Regions from separate parts of the Mus musculus genome. Here region 2 is linked to region 1. Evidence: chromatin contacts called from public Hi-C data. All regions are on one chromosome and are shown on one strand. Each heading gives the region's core, a stretch centred on a gene start, on an enhancer-like site or on the middle of the called end of the contact. The rest is flanking DNA. Distances are from core to core; before and after follow the strand shown. Region 1 has its middle 23 kb from the start of Serpina12. Region 2 holds the start of Serpina3m (serine (or cysteine) peptidase inhibitor, clade A, member 3M).

Evidence for each region. A called contact is a pair of places that touch in the nucleus more often than the background predicts.
Region 2: a Hi-C map of bone marrow-derived macrophages shows a contact between it and region 1, with 26 read pairs. The contact joins the promoter of Serpina3m here to the enhancer-like site in region 1. A contact is called at or near these places in 1 of 39 promoter capture datasets (embryonic stem cells), 1 of 484 Hi-C or Micro-C datasets (bone marrow-derived macrophages), 3 of 115 datasets of contacts at active chromatin or transcription factors (embryonic stem cells and stem cell-derived neural progenitor cells) and 2 of 9 other capture datasets (liver and macrophages).

Annotation. Positions count from the first base shown.
Region 1 is chr12:104,065,767-104,069,905 of GRCm38.p6, reverse strand. No RefSeq gene overlaps it. Among named protein-coding and RNA genes, the nearest start is that of Serpina12, 23 kb to the right of the region's middle. Within about 2 kb of position 2,200, at least 158 of the 459 cell types and tissues checked have an H3K27ac peak or open chromatin away from gene starts, as enhancers often do. A contact at or near this core is called in bone marrow-derived macrophages, liver and stem cell-derived neural progenitor cells, where this site is marked.
Region 2 is chr12:104,385,036-104,389,174 of GRCm38.p6, reverse strand. It overlaps Serpina3m (serine (or cysteine) peptidase inhibitor, clade A, member 3M), which reads right to left and starts at 2,011. Exons shown (of 5, transcript NM_009253.2): 1 at 1,952-2,011; 2 at 1-111. The coding sequence starts at 99.

The DNA of each region.
Region 1 (4,139 bases), core at 951-3,450:
TTGGCAGGAGAGGGGTTGCAGACGACAGGTCTGAAAGAGGTCAGTGACCAGCAGATGGCAGCAGTGTGCTTCTGAGGTCCTCACAGAAGCTTATCTCTCTCCAGTGTCCTTTCTGATTTATTCTCAAAATTCCAGGAAGTGGCTAGGGCCTCAGAGCCCCATGTGGCAACTGAACTGACTTTTGTCCCCTACCCTGAACTCACTTTTGTCCCTTGGGGACTTTTCTGGCTTCTACTACTGGGGAGAGAAGTTACTGGCATCTCATAAAAAGATACCAGTGATGGTGTTGAATGTTCTGGAATACATTTTCTTACGGAAAAAAAATATATATATATATTACAGAAATAAAAATATATATACATATATATCAGTTCAGATGTTGGCAAAGCCCAGAAAGTTAAGAGAACTGTGTTCATAGACAGGTAAACTGAGGCCTCAAGTAGCAGTTTTATTGTGTGCTCTTTCCTGGTGTGACCACATGGAGCTGCTGCAGGGTGGGTGGGAAGAAGCACTTTCTGGCTTGTCTGCATAGCATACTGTAAGTAGGAAGCCTTGTTAGGGAGTGAAGCTTAGCCTCCTGCCTGTGTAGCCTGGGAAACAGGCACCTGGTCAGGACAGATGAAATAAAGGAGAGATATAAAGTGGCTAGGTGACTTCTTTCTCCACCCCCTCCACCCCTCATCCCACAGGAGACTCTGAGGTGCCAGGATGCAAACCCCATGGACTTGGGGATACTTATATGCGTACAGGTTCACATACATCAAAGTGTCCGGCTGGAGCTGACAGCAGCCTGGAATTGGTTGTATTATACCAATACAACCAATATGTCTTAAATATTAAATTAATATTATGTCTTAATATGTCATTAATGAACTTAATATGTCATTAATGAACATGGTCAAAAGCCTTCGTCTGGGAAGTCATGGGCTCTGTAGGGGAACCTGCTACCATCGTTTTACTTAGTGGTCGTGTTATCAAACTGCCCTCCAGACACCGTGTTTATGAGCACAGATTAGTGCAGAGCATAGTCTTCACCAGAGAACCTCCTTACTTCAGCAGGAAGCACTTGATGGAGAACTGTAACCTATGGTCATCATCAGTAATAAGACATCCATCACCCTCTCCCAGAGTCAGGCAGCCCCGAGGAAGAGACAGTGGGCAGTATGTAAGACCCGGGGGACAGAGGGACAGGCCGCAAAAAGAAGTCTCCCTGACATAGCATAGCCATCACGTCCATAACTCGTGTGGCTGTCTGCAGATCTCTATAAGATTGGGCCCCAACAGCTCATCATGGATTGAGAAGAAGGCATGAGGAATCATAAATTAACAGTTATGAGGAGAAGGGGTGCCATTTTCTTCAGTGATGTAGTCACTGGTAAGTTGCCCTTGGTTCCAGCAAAGACCTCTTGCCCTTGCTCAGCAAGAAACTCTAATCAAGCCAGGCAGAGTGGTATACAGCTTTGATCCCAGCACTGCAGAAGGGGATCTTTCAGTTTGAGGCCAGCAGCTTGGTCTACAGGGAAAGTTTCAGAACAGCCAGGGTTATACAGGGAAAATCTGTCTTGGGAAGAAAAAGAAAGAAAGAAAGAAAGAAAGAAAGAAAGAAAGAAAGAAAGAAAGAAAGAAAGAAAGAAAGAAAGAAAGGAAGGAAGGAAGGAAGGAAGGAAGGAAGGAAGGAAGGAAGGAAGGAAGGAAGGAAGGAAGGAAGGAAGGAAGGAAGAAAGAAAGAAAGAAAGAAAGAAAGAAAGAAAGAAAGAAAGAAAGAAAGAAAGAAAGAAAGAAAGAAAGAAAGAAAGAGGGGGGAAGGAGGGAAGGAGGGAAGGAGGAAGAGAGGGAGGGAGGAAGAAAGAAAGAAAAACTCTATTTAAACTCATACCACAGGGAAGAAGAGATGACAGTACGGATAAGGGATTCACTGTTAGTCCTTTTAAAATTGTATAATGGCTCTCAAAGGCTAGACCCAGAGCTTCCTCCTTAGAGACAAGAAGGGTGTGGGGGACACTCTGCTGGCAGGTGGCGACACCAGAGGAGTGTGGGCTGTTTTCCACCACAAAGCCTGAGCTCAGAATCTCAGAACCCACTTTCCTGGGGCAGAAAGAGATGCCATAGTCTACCGATTGGATGATGAAACAAACCCTGAGGCAGACAGTAGCACGTTTGTCTCCCCAGCTACAGTCTTCTGACTGGCTGTTTGGATGACTGCCTGGAGCTCTGGCTACTCTGGGGTTGTCTAGTAATGTCTAGCTCTGGCTACTCTGGGGTTGTCTAGTAATGCTTGCCATAGATAAAAACTGAGAGTGGAAAACGCAGCTGCTTTTCAGATTCTGGAGCAGATGACCAGAATACTGGAAGGGACAGATTGGAGAGTGGGGACCTTTCTAATAAATCACACGTCTCTGAATTGTTTCATTGTGGAACCTAGGCCAAGACACTGCGAGTGTCAGAAAACGGTGACCTGGGTGTCAGAAAGACTGACTGGGAGAGCCACTTCCTGATTTAAACTTCTTCTTCTCCTTCTTTTTTTTTTTTAACTAGCTACCTTCTTTATTTACATTTCAAATGTTAGCCCCTTTCCTAGTTTCCCCTCCGAAAATCCCCTATCCCCTCCCCCTGGTCCCCAACCAACCCACTCCCAATTCTTTCCCCTGGCATTCCCCTATCCTGAGGCATAGAACCTTCACAGGACCACGGGACTCTCCTCCCATTGATGATCAACTAGGCCATCCTCTGCTACATACTCGTAACCACGAGTCCCACCATGTGGTGCAAAGCAACATGTTACAGTGTAATGATAAAGAACTGTGTGGAGGCGGTACTATTCCACTCCATTTGTGTCATTTGAAGCTACACTGCTATATTCTGACATGAGTCTCTGTTAGTCTTCGCTTGACTATATGCCATGCCAGCAACCTATCCTAGTTTGGGGATGCTCAGCTTTGATGAGAGAGTGCCAGTGTCCCCATACAATGCTCTCTCTCTCTCTCTCTCTCTCTCTCTCTCTCTCTCTCTCTCTCTCTCTCTCTCTGTGTGTGTGTGTGTGTGTGGGGGGGGGGTTTCTAAGAGAGGCACAGTTGCTGGAGTAGCAGACAGTCCCCGATGAGATGGTCAATCCTTAGCTTGAGTGTGATTTTACCCTCCCTCTGAGAATAAAGTGAATAGATAGTAAAGACAAAATCAGCAAGGGGATATTCAGTATTTTTCTGATGCCATAATAAAATTCCATAACCAAGACATTTTACATAAGAAGGAATTTATGTTGGCTTAAGGTTCCAGGGGCATAAGGGTTCATTATGGCAGGGAAGTGTGGCAGCAGGAACAGGAAACTGATAGATTATACCTTCAACCACAAGCATGACGCAAAGAAAGTGACCTGGGATTGGAGAGAAGCCTCCCTCAGAGACAGACTTCCAGCATGGCTGCTTCATCAAACCCCCAACAAACAGCGCCACCTACTGGAAACTGAGTGTTCAGCGGCCAGAGACAATGACAAACACTGCCTTTTTGAATCACCACAGAAGGCGAATCTATGAAGCTATGTAAACATAAAAGTATAGATCGCCACAGAAGGCGAGAGCGGGCACAAAGTACTCGCCAAACCCTGTGGGCAAATGCTCTCATTCTGAAACTCTTGGCTGGCCTCCTGGGTAAGCCTCAGGCAGATCAATCCTGTACAGAATGGGTCCCTGCAGAAAGAAGCGGGGTCTCCCACCCCTGCCAGGTCCTGAATGCTAGAGCGGCAGGTCTGGTTGTTTCCGTGGGGGCTTGAGGGCTCCCTTCTTTCTCTCCTCCTTCTTCTTTTACTATGCTTTTCAAGTCTTTAGGTTTCCGCTTCCGAAGATCCCTGTTGGCTAGGCCTTAGCCTCAGTCTGACTGGAGCCAGACTCCAATCACACATATACCCAGTTATACAGAGTCAGCTGGGCCTTAACTGATTCTCCCTCTCCCCTTTCCCCCTCCCCTTCTCCCTCTCTCCCCCTCTCCCTCTCTCCCCTACTCCCCTTCCCTCTCCCCTTCTCCCTCTCTCCCCCTCTCCCTCTCGCCCCCTCTTTCCCCTCCCCCTCTCTCCCTCTCCCCCTCTTCCTCTCTCCCTCTCTCTCTCCCTCCCCCTCCTCCTTCCCCTTCCACTCCCCTTCTCCTTC
Region 2 (4,139 bases), core at 762-3,261, 320 kb before region 1:
ATGTAATAGAATATCTATTCCCCATGTGTCATCTGAGAAGCAGAGGACAGTAGGACAGATCCCAGCCATTAAGATCCCTAGAGCTGCAATGAAGGCCATCTTCTGTGCAGTCTGGAAGGAAAACATCCTTTGAGTCTTGGAGGACCAGCTGGTGCTCTGACCATTTCCTAGCTTTCCCACCTGTCTGGCATTGTGCCCTGCTCTGCTGCCCTTCCTGTCTCTTTGACTGTCCACAGGAGGTGATCTGGCCTCTCAGATTCAGTACTCCATCATGAGCCCCCTATTACCATAGAGGAAGTGCTGTTGCAGAAGCCAATTTTCATAGTAGAGAACCAAGATCCAGAGATTTGAAGGGACATGTTAGTGTCACAAGCCAAGCCAAAATAGGAGTGGGGGATGGGTGTGAGCCCTGTCTGCACTTTGCACTTGTGTCACCTCCAGCTGCCCCCTTCTCAGGCTGAACTCTGGAATCTTGGAGCATTTTTTATCATAGGTCCTATCTTAGCCCTTTGATGACAAGTCTGTGATGTCTGAGTTCATTTGGCTCATGAAAGCAAGGTGTTGGATTAGTTGAAAGGCAGTGGGAGAGATGTCTCATGCAGTGCAGAAATCCTGGACCCATGGGAACCAGCAGTGGAAGGACACACAGGGGAAAGTTCTCTCAGCTCTGTCAAGGAACAGCATGGTGCTTTGTACCCCAGGCTTGGAAGGCCTCCTGGTGTGAATAAGAAAGAGCTGTACTAGTCTCTGATCTCTGGACCAGATTTCTTGTTGGCTGTGTGATAGCAAGCAAATGCGTGGACCTCTCTGTACAGCTTGGTGAGAGGTCCAAGTTACAGTATTGGTAAGTGGCTAGCTTGTTGTGGGAATTGGAAATGATTTTCTGGAATGCCTAGGGGTCCATATCCTCTATATATACCCAGTTAGGGGGGCACAGGCATCCTAATGCACTATAGTTGAAAGCTTGCAATCATGGCTATCTACCTTTAGCCTCTGATCATTTGTTCAGGTGTAAAGTTGAAGGTGAATGGTAAAGGAACAGGAGACAGAGGAAGGAGTGGAGAGAGGAGAGGGGGAAGAGGAGAGATGAGAGAGGAGGGAGGGAAAAGGAGAGAGGAGGACGGGTAGAGGAGAAAGGAAGGAGGAGGGAGAAGAGAGAAGAGAGGAGAGAAGGGGGAGGGAAGAAGGAGGAGGGAGGATGGGGAGAGAGGAGAACTGGGAGAGTAGAAGTGTGGAGAAAGGAAGGAGAGAGAAATGGGAAAAAGAGGGGTAAGGAAATAGGAAGAGGGAGGGGTAGGGGAATAGGAGGAGGGAGAGGGAGAGAAAGTAGGAGGAAGGGAAGTGAAGAAGGCTGGGAAAGAACTAGAATAGTACACAGGGAGCTGGAGAAAGCACTAAGCAATATTTTGTGCCAAAATTATTTAGAGAGAAAAGAGGTTGCTTAATTCGTACAGCAAGAGACGTGGCTCAGCAACTGTGCCTTCCTTGCTTCCCTAGTTGTGGCTGAAGCCCCTCTGCTTGGCCAGAGGATCTGGTATATAAGAAGGAAGTGGGGTCCCAACCCCCTCCACCAGGCATCTTCTTTGTGATGTGAGCAAGAAAGAGCTGTCACCTCATCCAGAGTGACTGTGCAACAGTCTCGTCTTACCCTACCTATGACAGCAGCATGCTATGCAAGTTCTCAAAACTTCATCCCTGTGGAGTCAGAGAAGCAGACTCCATTTACTGTCCATGAGTAGAGACCACAGCATCTGCATCTTCCATTGGCAAGAGAAACAGTCCAGAGAGAAGATTTTGTGAACCCCAGAAATATTCCCTGATTGTAAGCCACTATCTCAGTCAAAGCTCTTGCCTCAGCCACACAAACACATGTTGTAGGCCATAGCTAGTACCACACAGTCCTGGGGCAGTGCCTTTTCTATTCATGGAGTCAAGGAATCCCGGGCATTACCTGCAGAGCCTCTGTGATAGCTGACTCCTGATGTTCAGGGTTGTTGGCTTGCCTGGCATCTCCCCAGTGAACAGTGATGCCTATTTATTCCTCCCAAGGGCTCCTCCCTCCTCTTAGGAAATGCTGGCATGGACAAGCTGTGCTCTGTGGTCAGTTTACAACTCGTCAGACAGGAAGATTTCTGGTAACATGGATTTGTAGTCTCTATCAGAACTGCCTCCTGATGGGGCAATTCCCATCTCTTTTCTACACAAGCCCATTGGATCTCCTGGGTATGTCTTTTGTTTATCAAATGCTTCAATGATGTAGAAAAGGGGAGAAATCACAAGCAAAACCAGACTCTACCCTACTTTTTGCCAGGGAGGGCTGCAGCTTGATAATCTAAGTCATTTAAAAATACTATCTAACTAACTAACTAAAAAAAAATCAGTAGCCCTCCTTTATACAAATATTAAACGGGCTAAGAAAGAACTTAGAGAAACAACATCCTTCCCAATAACCACAGATAATACTAAATATCTTGGTTTAATTCTTTTTTTTTATTTTATTTATTTTTTTTATTAGGTTCTTGGTTTAATTCTAACCAAGCAAGGACAAGAATTACAACTCTCTGAGGAAAGAAATTGAGGAAGATATTAGAATATGGCAAGATATCCATGCTCATGGATTGGTAGGATTAGCCTAGTAAAAATGGATATTATAACAAAAGCATTCTACAGATTCAGTGAAATTCCCATTAAAATTCCAACACAATTCTTTACAGGCCTTGAAAGAGCAATTCCCAACTTCATATGGAAAAACAAAACACCCAGGATAGGTATAAAAAACTTGTACAATAAAAGAAATTCTAGAGGTATGACCATCCCTGATTTCAAGCTGTACTACAGAGCAATAGTAATAAACCCCCATGGTATTGGCATGAACACAGGCATGTTGATCAATGGAATAGAACTGAGTGATCTAGGAGAACCCATTGAGCAAAGCAAAGGTTTGGTTTGACTCACAGTTTCAAAGTCTACAGTTCAGGGTCTGCTGGCTCCAGTTCTGTCCTAGGTCTATTTCCAATGTCTGTGACTACCCAGTGCCCAGTTCTTGCCTAACTCTTTCCCTCCTCCAGGCCTTAGCCTTTGCCACCTACTGCCCTTTTCTGGATCTGCCTCCATCTGATACAGTGTTGGAGCCCAAACTCCTGCAGCTACATGGAGCCTGTTGGTTAGAGCAGCTCCTCTCCCTCTAGTACTCCTACTCAGGGCAGTGCCATAGCCTTTCTCTGCATTCCCAGCCGACCAACCTCACAGGACAGATGGACACCTCCACCTTCATCACACAAAATGAAAGCAGCAAAGGGTCAATTTGTGTATTCCTGCATAGAAAGTGTCCAGGCAGTGTTCAAATAGCTCCTGTTGGCAGGAATTGCCTCTAGTGACAAAAGGGACATAGAGATTGTCACTCACACTCTGTGACTCGTGTGATGGCCCTCTGACTTATAGGCTGTTATCAGCCCCTTTCATGGAAGAGGAAACTGAGACACAGGAAACTTAGTTATTTCCCCATGACCACACAGCTAAACATTATGGTATGTGGGATGCTCCTCCAAGGGTCTGGTCAGGCTTACTGAAAAGCAGTCCTTGTTTTCAAGCCCCTAAGTATCCTTGATCATTGTCACCATGACCACCCTTCTTCATTGTCCCATTGACAATGAAAGAGATGGCTGGGGAAAGAGGCTGACTGCTCCTAGAATGGTTCATTCTATCTACTTCATAATTGAACTTCTCCTCAGCTGGAGTCACATTGGATGAGCATTTACATGGGACATGAATATCTTCCCCTCCTTCTCCCACCTGGAGAGATCTCTCCTCATAGTTCTTTTCCAGATGTCTTTTTCACCAATTTTCCAAGTATGTTCTTTGCAAGCATTCGGCTGGGAATGCAGAATCTATTGGCAATATCCATGAATTAGTGACAAATTGCACATCTGGCCATGTGTCCTTTCAAGCAAAATGCATGACCATGAGTACTTCCTGAATTTCTATCAACCAAGATGTCCCTTTGCTGCTGTCTTCAGGGTTGTCCCTGGAAGGGCTGCAATGCCCCATCTGCTCATGGCTTACTGTTACCTACATAACTTGCATAACCATAAGTAAAACAGGTCCTAATACTCTCTGCCTCTGTCAACGGATCATAGAGT